Regions from separate parts of the Hordeum vulgare genome. Here region 2 is linked to region 1. The links are chromatin contacts, called in public Hi-C maps. All regions are on one chromosome and are shown on one strand. The core of a region is the stretch at or near the end of the contact, and the rest is flanking DNA. Distances in the headings are between cores, read along the strand shown.

Evidence for each region. Hi-C and Micro-C count contacts between places; a contact is called where the count stands out from the background.
Region 2: a contact with region 1 is called in a Hi-C map of leaf, with 5 times the contacts expected there. The contact joins the enhancer-like site here to the promoter of LOC123426573 in region 1. A contact is called at or near these places in 3 of 6 Hi-C or Micro-C datasets (leaf and seedling).

Annotation. Positions count from the first base shown.
Region 1 is chr2H:441,628,506-441,635,196 of MorexV3_pseudomolecules_assembly, forward strand. It overlaps LOC123426573 (protein LAX PANICLE 2-like), which reads right to left and starts at 3,587. Exons shown (of 4, transcript XM_045110433.1): 1 at 2,469-3,587; 2 at 2,116-2,166; 3 at 1,800-1,872. The coding sequence starts at 3,181.
Region 2 is chr2H:441,753,847-441,760,165 of MorexV3_pseudomolecules_assembly, forward strand. No RefSeq gene overlaps it. Among protein-coding and RNA genes, the nearest start is that of LOC123426573, 120 kb to the left of the region's middle. Within about 2 kb of position 2,010, at least 3 of the 3 cell types and tissues checked have open chromatin away from gene starts, as enhancers often do. A contact at or near this core is called in leaf and seedling, where this site is marked.

The sequences.
Region 1 (6,691 bases), core at 2,337-4,836:
GTACCTCCACGGACGTGTATATATCATTTGTACCTAAATAATTGTAGTTGAAAAGAGATAGTCTAATTCTCTTTAATTACAATTATTTAGATATAGAGGGAGTAGTATATATATCTACACGCATCACCTACGGTTGTTGCAACAGATATATCATACATATATATTAGGCACCTTAAAAGTTGGCTATCTTTCATCGTTGAGTACGGCTCACATATTTGATTACCTAGATATATTGTGAGCACTAATGTATTTCTTTGAGTATATATATTACGCAAGAAGATTCCTACATGACCGTGCATGCATGCATATGCATGAGATTGGTCAAAGAAACAGCCTGGCAATGTAGGAAAGTAAATGAGTAAATTAATAGTAGTATATGGAGAAAACTAAAGATTTATCGTGGGGCCAGTCTGCATGCATGGTGAGTATATTGTGTTTTGTATATGTGTGTACTCCTGAACAAAAAGGAGCCTATATATCATTGCAGTTACTGAGAACATATGCAGGCTTGCTAGGTAGGCCTTTCGAGTGCAAAAGGAAGCGAGATCTCGAGTCATAATGAAAAGGATCCATCACTGTACGTGATGGTGCAGGAAACGGTGTGTGCGCGTTGTGTTGTGGTGCACACACACACACACACACACACTCTCTCTCTCTCTCTCTCTCTCTCTCACGCAGTCATGCAGATACACACACATACAAACACTCGAAAGCCCTACTTGATGCTTCCATATGGTGTGGTGTGGTGTTGTGAGGATGGTGCATAGCTTTCAGTGATGCATGGTAGGTGAAGGAGGCCTTTTCTTTCTCTAGGGCATGCAGCACCATCTATCTCCTCTCCTCTCCTCTCCCTCACAATGCTATAGCTTTACACAAGCGCAGGCAGCCCCACACACAGACGCACACACTAACTAGCCAGGCCGTAGCAAGAGGTTCTCTCTACATGCATGATGCATGCATGTAGGAGTACACATATATGCCTACTCATGTGTCCTATATATGAGCACCGCTCTGAAAGCCTCTGTTGCATGCATGCTAGCCCTTGCTATGCCTCCATTTGAGGCGTTGCACTGGGGAGAAAGGGCTTTAGGCAATGATGAGCTCCTTGGCCATATCCTGACCCCTAGGATGCATAGGAAAAGAAAGAACAGAAAGGCTTGTGAGGACTCTACCTAGTTAGCTACCTAGCCAAGCCAAGGCTCTCTAAGATATACTTCTTCTAATTAATAATTAATTAATACAATATAAATAAGTGTATATATGTACAGCTTTTGTGTTTGCATGAACCGACAGAGAGCAAGAAGAAACAAGCAAAAGCTCCATCACAAGCCTGATAACTAACCATCTAGACTAGTATCTAACAACCTCTCACTAGTCCCTCTTTGCGTCTCTCTCTCGGATGGAGGAGTTCTTGTCAAGTGGTGAGGGGATGATGTGCCACCCAAGACACACACCCCTCACCTACAATAGGAACAAGCACACACTGCACCCTTAATGTCATGCTTGATTAATATTTTATATATTTCATTCTGGAGTGCAAGCATATACTTATGTATGAATAATGTTTTTTTTCCTCTATACCTACATCAGTACCGTACACGTACTGGTAGTCTCTTTTCTAGCTCTGATGTTCCTTTCATCACCGATGTTGGAAAAAGCAAGGGGAAAACAATGCATCTTGGCAGTAACAAAAATAAATAAAGAAGTCCACCATAACACAAAAGACCGGGGAGGGGGGGGAAGAAGAATAAAATGCAAAATGCTACATGAGCGGATGTTAATCGTGCATGTATAAATACCTCTGATTCGTCTTCCAATCCGAGCTTGTTAGCCAGGTACTTGATCAACAATCTAACTGTCACCCTCCCATCTCTGAAAATTATCAAAAATGCAAGGAAATAGTTTGTTAAATTCTCATATTTTCCACGCTGCAGCAGTAACCACAAATTAACGACATTATATCGGAAGCGTGTTTTTGCGATGAATACATCTGATAGCCTCGCAGATTTGGAGGCGCATGCATAGAGAATATGCAAATGCAGGATGAGAGACGACTAATTCAAGCAACATAATAAGATTACAAGGAAAGGAAAAGAGAGAAGAGGTATTACTTACTTGATTCTTAAGTAGCTTCTTGGAATCTGAGGCAAGAACGGCTCCCTCCCTCTGCACAAATCAAGAGGCCAAAAACCAAAAGTCAATAAACACCGACAATTAGTCTTCCTAGCAAAGCAACACGAATCGATCGAAGCAATAAGGATCTAGGAGTCTTAAGAACATGCAGATGAAGAAGGCGCTGCATTTTGCAGGAATTGATGGTTCCAGGACTAATCAACTGGCATGCAGCGAGTGAAAGATGTACTCCTAGGGATGAGGCGGCCGGAGTAAGCAGCGATGAGCACATGGAATGCTCGCGTTAGCCAGCAGTGCAGTCGCAGAGGGTGGTAGGACGACGTGTATGCACTCACTGGTGGGGCGCGGCCTGGAAGACGAACCAGACGCCGGCGTTGGCGGTGGCCGCCGGTGGAGGCAGCACAACCCTGGTGGTGTCGAAGCCGGAGGGCCCCGCGGCCGGCGAGCCAGGCCCGTAGAGCCCGCGGTGTCCGAACGGGAGAAGCAGCTGCGGTTGTTGCGCCGCGTGGCTCCAAGGCGGCAGCCAAGGTGGCCCAGCGCGCGGCACGGACATTTGTAACGACGCCTGCGGAATGCCGGGCATGGCGGGGCGCAGGAAGGCCCCCGGCGGCATGCCCATGCCCTGGAGCAGCTCCTGCCGCGGCCCCGCCGTCCCCGCAAAGAGATCGATCTCGGGAGCTGTGGCACCGGGGTCCGGGGACGCCGGACCGAGGCCGAGGCGCAGCCAGTCCCCTCCCCCGGCGCCGCCGCCCCCGTTGCTGCTGCTGCCGCCGCTGCTGCTGCCGCTTGTGCCGGGGGGGTGGGGCTGCTGCTGCGGCGGCGGAGGCAACACCGCAAGCGCCTCCCCGTGGCGCTCCTCCTGGTGCACTTGCTGCCTCTCCTGCGGCGGCGGCGGCTTTGTCGGGTCCTGGTTAATGGGCTCCTGTGCCATGTGGTGGCTGGGCGTCGGCGGCTGTGCCGTCAGAGCGTTGACGCCGGCGGCGACGTCGCGGATGAAAGGCGTGCCATGCGCGTCGCGGAGGAGCTGCAGGTTCCGAGCCGGGACCATCCGGGCCGCCGCCGGTTCATTCCATCCACCCGGCCGGCCCGGCCCGGCACAGCGCCACCCCCTCTCCTCTCGCTAGAACGTCGGAGAGACCGAGACGCGCGCGAGGCACAGACGACTTGGGCACGCGCGGGACACGTACGTACCTTGGGCCAAAAGATCGGAGGAAGAAGATGACGAAGATAAAAAGAGAGAGAGAGAGAGAGCGAGAGAGAGAGAGAGAGTATTAGGTAGGCACGCGAGGAGAAGTAGCTAGAGGAGGAGGAGGAGGAGGAGGAGGAGCCGTAGCAGCATGGCACGGAGGCAGCAGAAAGAAAGAGGGGGCGGAGAGGGAGACCTCGGTCGATCGGAGATCAAATAGTAGTAGTTTCCAAGGGGGTAAAGAGATAGAGGGAGAGAGAAAGGGGCCGCTCCTCTCTCTCTCTCTCTCTCTTCTCATCCTTTTTAACTTTTGAGTCCTCGCAGTGAGTCGCAGGGACAAAAAGAACAGAAGCTGCAGATATTTAACCGCGGGTTTGCCTACGCGAATTGCCCCCTCGTCCAGGGGCTCCTTTGGAAGAAAGAGCGGTCGTGAGCTGCGGGTCCCGCGCGGCATGCCATGATTTTTACCCTACCTACAGCGCTAAACAATGCGCTGCGTGACTGACATGCAACGGCTGCCGCCCGCCCGGCCTAAAGCTCCGCTGGTCAACAAGGCTTCTGCATGTCCACGCACGGCGGCACGTCCAAAACTAGCCAAGCATTGCGAGCGTAAGCACACTCGAATAAAATGCCCAAACGACCATACTAACGTTTTTGTAATGTACTTTCTTCGTAAAGAAATATAAAAACGTTTAGATCACTAAAGTATTAATATAAACGTTCTTATATTTATTTACAGAGGTAGTACTTTATACGGAATCATATGTTCTTTTACAATAGTTATTACTATTCCTTCTTATATTATGAGAACGGAGAGGGTATTACGTTATCTAGCAGCTTTATTTTTACCTCGCTTATCTCATTTAACAGATGTTTTCATCAGATTTTCTCAGTTCTAAAGTTCTGTGAGCGCCCTAACCAGCAGGACCTGACTTCACATCCACGTGAATGCCACGTCCAAGGACTTTCTCCTTGTCTTCCGCAAAAAAAAAGGACTTTCTCCTTGTGATTTTCTCACAACCAACAGATTTTTTTATCACAACCTTAGAATATCTGGGTGCAAATAATTATACTAGTGAGTATTCATGTATCATATTTATTTTAGTGAAATTTGAATTGAGGAATATTCAGAGCCTCACTTCAAATAAAGGGCTAAGACCCAAAAATTGCAGCCAATATTTTCAAAATGTCTATTTTTAGTTTTCATAATTTTGGCAATAGTTAATATGTAAACCGATTTTTTTGAACTTTTAAAAGGATTTTTTTGGACTTTGGATTTAAATCACTATTGTATTTGAGTTGGATTTATTTCTATTATAAAAAAGTAAAGTCCAAATATTCTGAAAGTTTGTAAGTAGCATTGGATTGGTTTCCTGATTTCACATCAAAATTTACATGAAGTTTATAAAATGATTTGGTTTTCAAATCAAATCAAACAAATAAAAGAAAACATAAAATAAACAGAAAGAAAGAAACCTACATGGACCTTACCTCGCATAAGAGGCCAATCCCACAGTGGTTGAGCCGTTTTCTTTGTGTGAGGAGGACATACAAGTGCGCGGCGAGCTTGTCGACGATGCCTTGCCACCTCCTGCTTCAAACACGCCTTCCCAGCCCCTTTAGACTTGCCACAAAAAGACGCCTCGGAGCCGTTTGAATAGTTTCTCTCCCTCTTGTTCACTCTCTCCTCTCCTCGCTCCCTCCCCCGCAACTATCCGAGCCACCCACAAAGCGTTGCTTGCCGTCGTCACGTTCTCCGTCATTTCCGCGCACATTTCTCGTGCCCAACGCCACCGTCGTCTCACGCAGCTCCTCTACACATATGCGCGCAAGTCGGGACGCTCCACATCGCCCCCATCTTCGGCCGGTGAGCTTCACGACCATCTATTATTCATCGTCTGAACCCCCCAACATTGCCGAGGTGCTCTCCCAACTCGCCATGAGCAGCCGCACCTTTTCTGTGACAGCCCGAGACCGACGTTCGAGAAGATTCCCCTTTATTTCCGTTTTCGTCGTGTGGTTATTTTTATTTGTCGCATCATCATCGTATCATGCGCACCATCAGCATTGCATCGGCGTTCCGTTGCCGCCAGTTTTCAAAACTTGCATCCGTTGTCAGTTGCCGGTTCTAGTCGTTGTTCGCTGTGAGCCCGACCGCACTCGCACGCGCCCGCGGCATCGTCGAAACCCTGTTTTAAAAGTGTGCGTAAAACTTTCTCTTATCGGGTTGAGATTTGACGTGCGGTCTTATTTTAATATAGGTAGGCCGCCTATCAAGTTTCGTCGCAATCGGAGTCCGTCTGGTACCCGAACGGTCGACCGTAGCGGCACCGTATTCGGTCTATCGTCAGACGTGTCCCGGTGTTTTAAATCTTGTTGCCGCGTCGCTCGTTTTCCCATCGTCTCCGGTTATCTACTCTACACAGCCACTCGTCCGTCCCGCGTTCGGAATTACACGAATCCGACCGCACGGTTGGATCCGGAATGGAATTCCGCTTAACCTAGCCCCCTTTGCCTATAAATAGACCCTCATGCCATTATTTTAGAGAGCCCCCTCCCCTGCCTCGAAAATCGTGCCTAACCCTAATCCCCTCACACACTCTCTCTACTCCCACCAGCCTCAGCCACCGCGGGCCTGCCGAGCCCAGATCGGGCCCGGGGAGGCCCATCCGTGCGCCGCCACCGTTCAGCCCCACAGCCCGAGCCCCTCCTCCCGAGGCAGCAGCCTCGCTGCCAGCCCCGATCCGGAGCCCCGCTCCCGAGCGTCGCCGCCGCCAGATCAGGCCGCCGCCTCATGCCTCCTGTCGGTCCCACCACCCCGATCTCTTGCGCTCCGCCGCATGGATCCCGCGCTGCGCCCCGCCGGATCCCGGAGCCCCGCCGCCGGAATCCCCGCTCCGCCGCCTGTTCCGTTCCCCGTCGCTTGCGGTTGCCGCGTCGCCGGCCGATGGAGCGCCGCCGTCGTGGATCCCGAGGAGGGCGACGGTGTGCCCGCGCGGCCAACCCCCCTCGGCTGGGCCGCGAGCCGGCCCAGCTCCAGCGCCAGCAGCCGCGAGATCGCCCTAGGCCTCGGCCTGCCTTCCCCCGCCGACATGGGCCGAGCCCATCAGGTGTATCCCCCCCTTGCCTGCCTATTTTGCTCACTAGGCGTCGGATAGTGATATGCACCCCCTGTTAGGCCCGTTAGTAAATTAGGAATTTTCAGGATTAATTAAATTCTAGAAAATAGCCGAATATTAGAATGCCCGTATCTTTTAATCCGTAAATCGGATCGCGACATGTAGCATATGGGTTTCGTGTAGTTTTGCGTGTAGATTACATTGGTGCAACTTGCTTATTTGTTTGATTTAGTTTAGCGTGCCTAATGCCTAG
Region 2 (6,319 bases), core at 760-3,259, 120 kb after region 1:
TCCATGGGCCACTCATGGGCCAAACCGGTTATTCATGGGCCAAAATCAGACCGTAAAATGAGTCGTAAATGGGACAAAATCGGAACCTTCCATATGTGGGCCAAAACTATAATGGATCATCAGCACGCGGGAAGACAACACATGTTTAATTCTATCCACAAGCATAATGGGTCCTTAATGGGCCATAATACATGATGGGATGAAAACGGTCCAATGATTTACCGGTCTACAAATGGACCAACTGTAAGCACGGGCTGAATTAGGCCCACCAAGAGAACATGTGAGTAACAGACCACAAGGAATCAAGGGCCAAAAATGAGCCCAAGAAATTTTGGGTCCTTAGAAGGCCGAAAGATAACAGAGTCTGAAAGCGGCCCAACTAGTATGTGGTGTTAATGGGTCCGAAGCAATTCACTATTCATTATGGGCCGGAATCTTTACGGGCCATTAAAGGGCCCAGAGATTGAAAGGCGTGACATGGGTCGACAGAGGTCACGGGCCATACATGGGTCGAAAGTGACAATTTGTTAGAATTATATTCGATGGTCCGTCATGTTATAGGATTTATTTTAGTTGTATATATAGATCGTATATTCGTAGGGAAATCAAAAACTGGGCAATATTTCTAGCAAAATCAAAATAAGAACCACAATATTGTATTTCCACAGAATAAAGCATCTCCAACGTCCTAATTAACTCCACGTTCATCAAGAGCTCGGTAACAATCTTGCATTTTCACAGTATGCATTGAGGTGCCCGAGGTACATTCCAGAACCTCCAATATATTTTCATAGTAGGGAGCGCATTCTCAGTAGGGCTCGAACCACCCATCACGCACGATCTGGCATGCATATATGCATGGGATGATCAACGGGAAACTAAATAAATATCACTTGAAGCTAATTCACACATGCATGATACTCCCTCTATTTTCAAATATAAGTTTTTTTTAAAGATTTCACTTTGAACTGAACAAAATAAGTGAATTTACATTCTAAATATGTCTATATATATTTGTATGTAGTTCATAGTAGAATTTATACAAAGACTTATACTCCCTCCGTCCGGAAATACTTGTCCTAGAAGTAGATGTACCTAGACTTATCTTAGTTATAGATACATCCATTTTATACATTTCTAGGACAAGTATTTCCGGACGGAGGGAGTAATATTTATGAACGAAAGGAGTATAAGACCTTTGGAGATTTTACTATGGAATATATACGGATGTATATAGATATATTTTAAAGTACACATTTATTCACTTTGCTCGGTATCTAGTTCATAGTGAAATCTATAAAAGGTTTTATATTTAGAAACGAAGGGAGTAGTTGGATGAACGGTTAGCTAAAATTGATGTTCACACCCGCAATCCGTTTGAGAAACCACGCATCTAAAAGGATCAGACGGTAGAAAATGTAGAGGTAACTACCACTGGTGGTAGGATATATATCGCGCGACGGTGTGTGTATACATAGTCGAAATGCCAGGATCCTATAATATGCCAAAGCGTGACGCGGATGGAGCGATGTGCCCCCTAAAGCTAACCATGCATCGCCATGTCGTGGTGTCGCCATCCTGCTGCACTAGCTACTTAAACTCAAACTCACGGCTGATTACAGGTCGAGAAGGACGCAGAGCACAATGCAGGTGGCCGGTAGACAATCCTGTCTAGTTACTCGTTGCCTCTGGCGCCAATTACTTCGTGCAGGGCGCAAGACGTACGTGAAGATATATTAGTGGCGGTGTTTGGCCGGTGGAGCTGAGCTAGACGATGGAATCCAACTATTTTTTGAAAACCAACGTATCATCCACCAGCCGGATGGGCGTCCCGATGGATCGATCGGTTGCCATGGTCCTGGCCTGGGCTACTAGATCGCGGATCGAACTAATTAAAACTCAGCAGCTAATGATCGAAATAACTTGTGGTTGGATGTATCATGGATGGGAAATTGCATGGAACGAGCAGATCTGGAACGGGACCGGTCGATGCTCGAGGACCCCGGCCCAGGCGGGAGATCGATAGCCGCTTTGGTCCCTCCATATCTCGCTCGCGTGACGCACCCACGTCCACACAACCAAGGTGCAGCGGTACGTGCATGTATATGCTGCTGCTGTTGCGACGATCTTGTCCAAGTTGCAGCAAGGGGTGCGGTGGGGTTGTTGGTAGATCATCGTCGATTCATTCGATCGGATCGCACGTCCACGGGTGCCGGTCGCTCGCGAGCTTGAGCCTGAGCGTGAGTGAGCTCCAACCCGCTTTCCCATGCATGCAGATGCAGGCATGGCATGCAGCTCTCTGGTTGCACTTGTCGACCTACGTACAGGGGCGTACACGTGCGTTGCGTGCGCATGCAACAACGTACTCCCTCCGTTTCAAAATAAGTATTTTAAGCTTAATATAAATTTATACTAGAGCTAATACAAAGTTAAGACAGTTATTTTGAGACAGAGGGAGTAATTACTTCCGGAAAGGAAGGGAGTCTTTCGGTTATTTCAGTTACACAATGTGTCTAGCTAGCAAAACGTGATTCTAAATATGTTTTGCTCCGAAACTAATTAAGATCACTCTGCACCATGCAAGTTTACTCAAAATACGAAAATAGCATCCAACTGTTGCAGAAATGAGTAGATAATATCTTGTATTTCAAGGTCAACCAACGGCAAACTAGACATTATCAATCGTTGTATAGTAGCGTTATTGATACGGAAACACCAGGGTTTGAACAGAACATGTGTTGCATTTGTACTTCCGGGCCTTTTCGATCATTGGATAACACGAAGTACTACATGTAAACCTGAATACTAGCAGTGAAACAATACTTCTTTCCAGTCGACATCAACAGTTTTGCGTCTTGACCCGTACGTCAACAACAACAACCAGATCAAGTCCCTTTCAACCAAAATAAAAAAGAAATACTAGTAGTAGATGCAGTACCGTAAAAACTCCACAGGCAGGAGAGAAATTAAAATTCTATAAAAAAGCATTAGAGTTGGACATACGAATAGGTTCGCGTGCAATCACTGCCACACGTGTGTGCCTGGTGGTGGGTTGTGCATCACCTCAGTTGAAGGAAGGAAAAAAAAAACAAGCGCCACTATGAAACGTACCTGTCGTTTCACTCAACGTCGCACGTCATGTACGTACCCATCAACATATTTATTCTGTGCATGACAACTCCGCATTCTCCCTCGTCACCATCTCGTCACCACGCTCGTCATGCATGCAAGTAGGACGTTTACACAGCAATACACCCAGTATTTTTCTAATCAATTTTACTAGTTGGATTCAGAATTCAAAGCGAATAGTGATACGACACGCTGAGACATTACATATGGATCATGATGACCATGGATGCGAAGTCACTAGTGGAGAAAGGGGTATTAGAACCGGTTGGTAAGGGCCTTTGAACCCGGATACACATCCGGTGCTACGTATCCGGGACTAAAGGCCCCCCCCCCCTTTAGCATCGGTGTCTTACAAACCGGTGATAAAGGCCTCCACGTGGGCGCCGAAGAGTGCGCGCAGGCGGAGGACCTTTAGGACCGGTTGGTAACACCAACCGGTCCTAATGCTTTTTTTTTCTTTTTTTTTTCCTTTTCTTTTCAGGGTTTCCGATTCCGTATTTCGGTGTTTCCGTGTTCCGTATTTTCAGGGTTTTCGTTTACGTGTTTCCGGTTCCGTATTTCCGTTTACGTCTTTCCGATTCCGTGTTTCCGATTCCGTGTGTCCGTGTTCCGTTTTTTACGAACACGTAATCGGAAACACGTATCCGGAAACACCGATTCCGTGTTTGCGGTTAAGTGTTTCTCCGATTCCGTATTTGCGGTTAAATGTTGATGCACCAAATAAAAGTACATATATACATGTAACACGAAGTACTGGACCGATTATCATTACATAATTTGAAGTTCGTTTCCTATAGCTGTATACTTGCATAGAGAAGGGAGCTGGCTATTGGTTCATAGGATGGAAAAATTCTCCGCCTTCATCTATGACTTGCGTGAGGAGAAATCCTGCCAATTCTTCTGCAACTGCCTTGCAACGTTGGATTGGTCTTAGCATCGCCCGCTTTCGTTGCAGCTTTAAAAGAAGTAGATGAAAACAATTAAGTTGTGAACAAAACTAACATAATTGATGGCAACATAAATAAAGTTGTGAAGATCTGGTTACGTACCTCTAGATTTCTGGAAGTACGGGATTTCTCATTGATAATCCTGTGAATGTACTCGCAAACGTAGTATCCACAATAATCAGTGCCCTGTGGTTGTTGCGGGACGCCCTATATACGAGAACATAATTCGGTCAAATTAATAATAATCAAGAGAATGGTAATGGTATTGAAACCAGGGTACGTAGTACTACTTACTTTGTTAATCTGAAAGTGGAGCTTGTCTACCCATGTACCGGGTTCTTCCTTGATGGACATTTGCCAAACCCTGGCCGACAAAGAAAAATGAATACAAGAGTTAATTATTACTTACTTGATATCAGGAAATGAACGAAAAAGAGGCCGATGAACGAAAGAGGCCTATATATATATACCTTTGAAGCATCTGACGCGCGCTCTTCCATTTGTCAGCGTCCCAGGTTAACGGGTCCCAGACTTCAACCACTCCTTGATCGATTCTAATGATGAACAATATGAAGTGGGACCTGCGCACGTGTACACACGCAGTCATGCATACTCATCAATTACACTTAACATCAGGTAAGCAAAATGGAATGTGTACAAGACAGTAACACTCACTTGAATCCGTAGGGCCAAAGTATTTCTTTTTTGGTACTTTGTCGCTTCAAAAACCTTAGCAAATCATCCGGTGTATCCTTGTTGAACTTTTCTATTGTCTCTTGATGAAACGAATACGGGTCAATGAACCCAAAGTCCCAGATTCCTGCCAGCTTGCATTCACGAATCTTCATTCTGCATAGTAGCGTACAAAAAGAATGTCTCGTGAGTGATAATTATACGGGCAATGAACGCGAGCTTAACTAAATAATTAAGTTACACAAATAAAACACTTACAAACAGTAGCAGCTGACGATAGCTTTGTCGAGGGCACGTTGATTGTACATCTCGAAAAAATCATCGAACCCAACCTCCACACCGTACTCTCCGAAGTAGTGTTGATCCTGAACTGCCGCCATGATACAGTCTCTCTTTTGCCTTGCGGCCTCCAAGTACCAACCATGTAAATTCCATAGTTGGGTTGTTAGAGCACTAGGATTTTCGACCAGAGGCTGCTCGGGCTTATATTTATATACCACATCAGCAATAGCGTAACCTACGTCGCCCATGCGTGGACCGGACACTGAAGCCTGGTCAGATAACACCTTGAGCGGGGCAATTGACTGTGCTTCTTGTTGTCCGAGATGGGGAACTTGTTTCCCGCATTTCGTCTGCTCCGTCTGCTTCATCTGCTCCGCCTGCTTCATCTGTGCGGTGTGCATCTTTTCAATGAACCGTTCATAGTCTGAAAGGGGCGGCGATGGCGGCGGTTCAGGATAATATAAGTTGTCGATGGTGCGCTCAATTTTCCACTTTGGTACGTTCTTCAGAGTTTCCTTCCAGATGTCTGGAGGGGGCTTCAGGGGAAACCGTGCGAACCATGCTTTGTTTTTGGCTTTCACGGCCTCGTCTAGTTCCTCCAGAGTCATCAGGCCTGGTAACTTCGGGGGAGTCTTGACTTTATTGGGTTTCCTTTCTCTCTTCTTGGGAGGAGTCCCGTTTCTTCTGAACTGCAGCTTCCGCTTTGCCGTACCCGTAGTGCGCGCATCCGTCGGCTCACTGGAGTGCACGGGCGATGGACACTCGGCCTCGGGCTCCCTATATTCGTTGTGGGGTGGACTTGGAGGTGCGTTGGGGGGTGGACTTGGAGGTCGTGCATTCTCTGTACGAAAGTGAAAAAACTATTAAAAATAGGCTTACATGTGGTGCAACATTCAGTAATTGTTGGAGGTGGTGCATAATTGTACCTGGAGGAGTCGGTGGCCTTGGCGCCGCGTTAGGAAACACAATGTGTTTCTTCTTCCACAAGATGATACCAAGCTCCATTTCTCCCAATGTCTTCTCGCCTTCACCTCCAGGAATATCAAGCTCAATTGACTGGCATCCCGGCGTAATTGTTGACAACCCGACACGAGCATGGGATGCTGGAATCTGACCATCATGGTAGGTTGCTCCAGGTTGATTCGGTAAAGCATAGCCTGACGCCACCATGAAGGATATGTTCCCCATTGGCATATGTATCTCACAGTTTGTCTTCTCCTTGACATCATCCACGGGGTAGTGAGGCGCCGACGGTTCGACTGCAGGAC